Regions from separate parts of the Gossypium arboreum genome. Here region 1 is linked to region 2. Evidence: chromatin contacts called from public Hi-C data. All regions are on one chromosome and are shown on one strand. Each heading gives the region's core, a stretch centred on a gene start, on an enhancer-like site or on the middle of the called end of the contact. The rest is flanking DNA. Distances are from core to core; before and after follow the strand shown. Region 1 holds the start of LOC108486257. Region 2 holds the start of LOC108485411 (GATA transcription factor 21-like).

The links. A called contact is a pair of places that touch in the nucleus more often than the background predicts.
Region 1: a Hi-C map of leaf shows a contact between it and region 2, with 3 times the contacts expected there. The contact joins the promoter of LOC108486257 here to the promoter of LOC108485411 in region 2. A contact is called at or near these places in 2 of 5 Hi-C or Micro-C datasets (both in leaf).

The regions. Positions count from the first base shown.
Region 1 is chr6:124,779,259-124,782,351 of ASM2569848v2, forward strand. LOC108486257 reads left to right here and starts at 1,419. Exons shown (of 13, transcript XM_017790216.2): 1 at 1,419-1,720; 2 at 1,810-1,878; 3 at 1,985-2,036; 4 at 2,136-2,209; 5 at 2,288-2,418; 6 at 2,622-2,807; 7 at 2,946-3,063. The coding sequence starts at 1,696. LOC128294163 (a long non-coding RNA gene) reads right to left here and starts at 1,384. Exons shown (of 2, transcript XR_008284438.1): 1 at 1,278-1,384; 2 at 762-1,142.
Region 2 is chr6:124,565,665-124,568,858 of ASM2569848v2, forward strand. It overlaps LOC108485411 (GATA transcription factor 21-like), which reads left to right and starts at 1,530. Exons shown (of 3, transcript XM_017789244.2): 1 at 1,530-1,999; 2 at 2,089-2,451; 3 at 2,571-3,157. The coding sequence starts at 1,814. The coding sequence ends at 2,918.

The DNA of each region.
Region 1 (3,093 bases), core at 169-2,668, 210 kb after region 2:
CAGCTTATAAGCAAAAATTTAAAGACCTGACTAAGGGTAGGTTTGGATAGGCGAAGGCATGCAGTGCAGTGCGTTTAGTTTACTTCTTATCTTATGTTACAGTATCGTTACAGTATCTAATCTCACTGTCATTGTTATTTTTACACTAACCGCAAGAAAACGCACCGTTCATCCAAATCCACATTTAATAATGTGAGATATGTTGTTTTCAAATATCCTTATTCTTGACAATGAAAACTTCATTTATTTTAATAATAAAAGATAGTTTTTAATTTTAATTTTACCAAATATAATATCACATTGTACTTTGTTTTTCGATTGGTCTTGTCTTTTTAATGTCTATATTATTACTTTGAATATCTTTTAACGATAAATTAATTTCTAACCCACCAACAATTTTCATGGATAAAATTTCTATTGATAAAATTATACTAGTTAAAAATTTAAATGATAAGGGTGATAATTTCATCTTTATAAAATAATAATAATAATAACCACAATTAAGTTTACAATTTAGCTATATGTAATTAACACAAAACTTATATGATATGAAAATTGTGTTCTTCTCGTCAAATATGTTTAATTTAATTTTCTTTCAGTTCTTCATGTCTTACGTCCAAAACTTTTTCGTCTTTCCTTTTTATTCTCAAAATTTGCTGTTAATAATTTTGAATGAATTGTTTATTATTTAAACTTTTAGAAGTCATTCTCAACAAAGAGATTATTCATTTCCCTCTTTGCTTTGCTTGATTTTCGAGTAGTTATGTTATTCTAATCCTTCATTTTTATTGAAATGTTTATTTTTAACTCACAATACATTCCAAGTACTATCAAAAGCTTTAAAAAAATAGAACATACATGTGTATGTGACACTTACATTTAGGTCCCAGTAACATAGATTGTCTGACCTTCTTTCTTCCTGTTGCAGCATATATGTTTGCAAAGGCAAGGAAGGAAGAAGGGTTGAAGCAATGCGGCTAACAAACAGAGTGAAACAAAAGAAGATTTATCTTTTGCTCCAGAGACAACTCCATGAGGTAATGACAAACCACCAATCTTTTCCAGTTGTTGCACTATCTTTGAAGGTTTTGGACTCCATTCCTGAATATCAGCAGAGAATGGAAAACTCAAACCTAATGATCCTGAAGAAAATCAAGAAAAGATTTGAAGATAAGGCTGTTTTCAAGCAATTTATTCATGCAGAATCTCTATGGGTTTGTCTAATCTAAACCCATATTCCCTTTTTTTCCCCAAAATATAGAGAGAGAGATGGTTACTTATTGCTCCTGCTATGTTAGTTGCCTTGATAGAGGGTAATAAGGGCCAGCAGGCAACTGGACCAATTGGCTTTATGTGAGACAAAGGATAGAGATCGACTGCCCCCATTTCCCTGCTTTATAGATGAGCCATAAATAATTTTGAAGTAGTGGGGTCCTTTATGTAACCTTTCCTTCAAGTCCAGCCACATATGTATTTTTTTTCAATATGAATTTCTTTTGAAAAAAATTGAGCATACATATGTTATACACATTCATATCCAGAAAACGTCCTCTTCCTGATAAACAATGTTTTCCTTTTAAGCCATCCTTTCAAATTATCAAATTTGGCATGATAATGCTAGTTTTAGTCACTGGTTAATCTCTCTTATCATCATCATCTCTGCTTTTCTAGTCTCACAGAAAAGATTTCTCTCAAATGCCAGGAACCATCCAAGTTTCAGGTATCAAGTTTTGTCTTAACTGTAATTCCAATATGGCAGTTGAAGTTCATACTCCTTTTTCAAGACTTCCCTCATTGAATTCATTTCAGTTCTGGATTTCAAGGGTCTCCATTCATCATCATTATCATCATCATCATCATCAAAAGTATCAATAAAAGGTAAACCAATCAACATTTTCTTGTCCAAATTTTCTTATCTTGAATGGCTATATTCTATACACTGTGAGAAGAAAATTTTACCAGTGAGTTCATCTTCATAACGCAGTTTCCAAGGGAAAAATAGAGTACCAGACTTGGGACAAAGGGGAATTCTCATTGTAATGACTCTAAACATTGTTTTGACATCCTTTGATTTTGCTGTGTTTTAAAGTTGTGAATTTTGCTATTGAATTCCAACATGTTTTGCTATTGCACAGTCCATTGACAACCCTTCGTGACAACTTGATTATAACAATACAAGATGCAGAGGGAAACGAGATTTCTCATACAGGTTTGTGCCTTTTCATTTTCCATAAGCATTTAGAATATTAAGAGTTAGTCTGAGTGAAAAAGATATGACATGGGGCAGGACTTGAAACCAGATTGGTGGTTGAGAAAGGTGTTTGGGATGACATATTTCCCCTTGAAGGAGGTGGGCATGCTCATATGAAGTTGCAGTTTTTCCTCAATGAAGAAGAGCGCCAGCGAATTCGGATAATGGTATTCTTTTTCCCTTGCTTTGCTTTTGATGCAATAAATGACTGATCATACAAGATTCCTTTTATGTGTGCATTAAACCATCAGCCAGAATATGGGATGCACTGCATTAAGCTGTTTGATAAAATGCATGCCTATGGTATCCTGATAAACCTTATTCCTTTCCGTGGCGCTACTAAGTTATATATTTCTAAGATCATTTTCAGAGGGAATCTGCACTGAAGAAGAAACATGAAGAGCTTTGCAATAGTGGTCATGGAAGTCCCAAAAATGCTTCTGTTAGTTATAGTGAAGCCAGTCAATTGTCTGTCCCCTTAAACAACCCCAAGGATGCCAAATTTGATATCGACAACAGAGACAGAAGTTATTCTATTCAGAAGCAAAAGAGCACAGTTAAGGGTTACTTAGCATTACACTAAAAACCCTTTTTCTCTTCACTGACAAAAGCCTCAAGTTTTCTTAATGTTCATTTCATATGGATATTTAGAATGACAGAGATGTCCATCTAACTGAGTTGTATGTTTCACCAGGATTCAGTTCCTTCAGAACCAGAGAAGCATAATAACTCAAAGAAGAAACATGAAAAGCTTCGCGATAGCGGTCATGGAAGTCCCAACCAGGCTTCTGTTAGTTATAGTGAAGTTTCAGGTTTGATATTGCGTACTCAATTTTCATACG
Region 2 (3,194 bases), core at 280-2,779:
AAATTTCCTTACTGTTGTACCTTTGAAGATTAGAACTTTCACTACTAAATTCTCCCTCTGAGAACTTAACTTGTAAAACCACAACACATAGGTTTTACAATCAAATCCACTCTTACAAGATAATGTTCCTCACTTGAGTAGATTAAGCGCTTTCAATAAAAGTACATCAACCTATACATGTCTCTTAATCATATAGTGTTTTCGAGACCTGCTAACATAATGTAGATCAATCACAGTCCTTTCTAAAATGTAGCTAAAATAGCTTAATAATAATAATAATAATAATAATAATAATAATAATAATAATAATAATAAAGGTAACATAGATGTAGTTTGATCCAATCCAACTTCCTCAATGCAATGGATTAAATAGACTTGATCCGATCTAATTCTTCAAATAGGTTTCCTCCAAGTAATATGATCTTCATTGATGAGCTAAATATAATCCACAATCTTAGCTCAACTTAAAGATATGGTTCAATAAATTATCAATCTTCTAATATGACAAATTGCTAATTGTTGCAGTAATAAAAGAAGTGGGCACTTCCTCAAATATATCTCAACAACTCTAAATATTTCAAAGATAGAACTATCTTGGTTGCTTAACTAGCCTAAATATTTTGTTTTCTTTTTCTCAATTTTAACAAATGATATACAAATGATATATGGCCAGCTGCCTGCCTTCTAATATATATCTAAACGTTTCCTAGGTGAAAGGGAAATGTGTATGTATAGTTATATGTAAAAATGAAATTATATAAGGAGCATGATATCGTCAGTGGTGAAAGAACATGTATTAATTCTAAGATTCATGATTATGGCAATTGGCAAAGTTGTGGGGTGCTGCATTTGTCTCTTGCCTGAACAATGCATTGAATGTTTTTTGGCAAGACTAAGGTAGTGAAGAATGGAGATATATCACATGTATACATATATGTCTTTCTCATGAAAACTGTAGCCCTTCTCTTCTAGTACTCATATTTATGTATGCACCGCATGCTCCAATTTTCCTTATATAAAATATTCCCTCATATAGAACTATATATATCTGAAGATATAATGCTCTTTGTATTCTCTGACTGTATCATGCGTCACCATATCTGTCATCTTACTAGCAAATTCTAGGTATATACTAGAAAAGAAAAGGTTTAACCAATTTAATCCTATGGTTCACCATAATGCTAATTTACAGTTTAATAAAGATTCATAGAGAAATTAAATTATATTGTGTTATTATAATACTAGAAATTAAGATTAGAATTTGTGTGAAGATGATCAGATTTTTGGGTCAATAAATTATATATATTGTATATAGTACTAACTAACATGAAGGTCACAATCTGTGAGAAGATCACAATTGGGATCAATTTTTGTTTTATATGTTTAAATTAATGAAATATTATATGAATAATTTGTGTGGCTATCATGAAATATTGAAAGAAGTCTATCTTTTCTGTTCTTTCGAAATGACATCAAAAGGTGAGTAAAAAATTCCTGCAGATAGGGTTTTTTTAAATTTATTATTATTCCTTTAAATATTTCTGAATAGGATGGAGCAGTAGCCTAGCATTCCATACTTCTCCTTTTATTTCCTTTTTGTCTTTTTTAAACATGTTGGTTCTGGTCTCTCATATATATCAAATCACGTGAACCTGTTATTTCTTTGCTCTCCCTCTCTCTCTAAAGTGGTTTACCCTTCAATAGCATAATACCCCTCCTTTTTTTCTTTGCCTTTTTTTTTTTCGATCCTCCACCTTTACTGGACAACACCAACAACATATCATTGCTGTTCATCACCTGATCTCTCTCCCTAATGTCTTCTAGTAATTGCTATTCATCCCTTTATCCTTTTCCTTTTGACCTTAACGAAGATGATCAACACCAACACCACCACCTTTTTACCTTTAAATCTCAACCTTCTTCCTCTTCTTCTTCCTCAACTGTTCATCACCTAGGAGCAGGTTCTTGTCAAAGGGAACCCCAGGAGTTTCAAGATCAGGTGATATTATAATTACCACTTCACTCTTTTATTTTATTAAAATTTAATGTGATGATCACTTAGGGTTATGATATGATCATTTTGTTTAGGCTAAGATATATGTTTCAAAAGATGGGGCATTGGAGAACAGTGACTGCGGACTCAAGTTATCATTATGGAAAAAAGAAGAAAGGGTCGAAAGTGATCATCACCATGAGGACAGTTCTACTAAGTGGATGCCTTCAAAGCTGAGGATTTTGAGGAAGATGATGAGTTCCCATCACACCGATTTATCGAAAAGCTCTTCGCCGAAAATCGAAGACCAGAAGCTTCAGAATCAGCCCTCACCATCTCCAGATAACAGCTGCAACTCTTCCTACAATAATGATATCAACAACAATCCAAGTAGGGTTTGTGCTGATTGCAACACAACTAAGACTCCTCTTTGGAGGAGTGGCCCTAGAGGTCCCAAGGTATAGTTGAATTTCCACTCGTTTCTAATCAATACCCTATACAATTGCTACATAACTTTTGAGATAATTAATTGACTTTTTTTTTTTTTTCTGTTTTTCACCTTTTGGTCGCACTGCAGTCTCTTTGCAACGCCTGCGGAATTCGACAAAGAAAAGCGAGACGAGCAATGGCTGCAGCGGCAGCGGCAACAGCGTCCAATGGAACTATTGTTGCAACTGAGACAACGACAAGCATGAAGAATAAGGTTCAAAACAAGGCCAAGAGATCAAGTAATGGTTGTGTTGCAACGTTAAAGAACAAAAAGTGCAAACTCAGTTCCCAATCCCAAGGTAGAAACAAGCTTTGTTTTGAGGACTTGAGGATAATATTGAGCAAGAGCTCGGCTTTTCATGGAGTTTTCCCTCAGGATGAGAAAGAAGCCGCGATCCTACTGATGGCCTTATCATATGGACTTGTTCATGGTTGAATTTCTCAAAGTCGCTAGCCTAGCTTTTATGTTGTTGGTTTTATTCTTAATTAGCTTTAATAATAATGTTATAGTAACTGAGTTTGTATGTCTGAGTTTCAAGGAAATTAAGATATGAAATTGGTGTGAGGGAAACAAAAAACAGCAATGTTTGGAGCTTGAATCTTTTATATTAAATTATATATATATATTATGTTGTGAACTTCATAATAAATTACATTTCAAGGCTTTTATTTCCACATCTCTCTCCCTCTCGTTGGTTTCATTATTATTTAT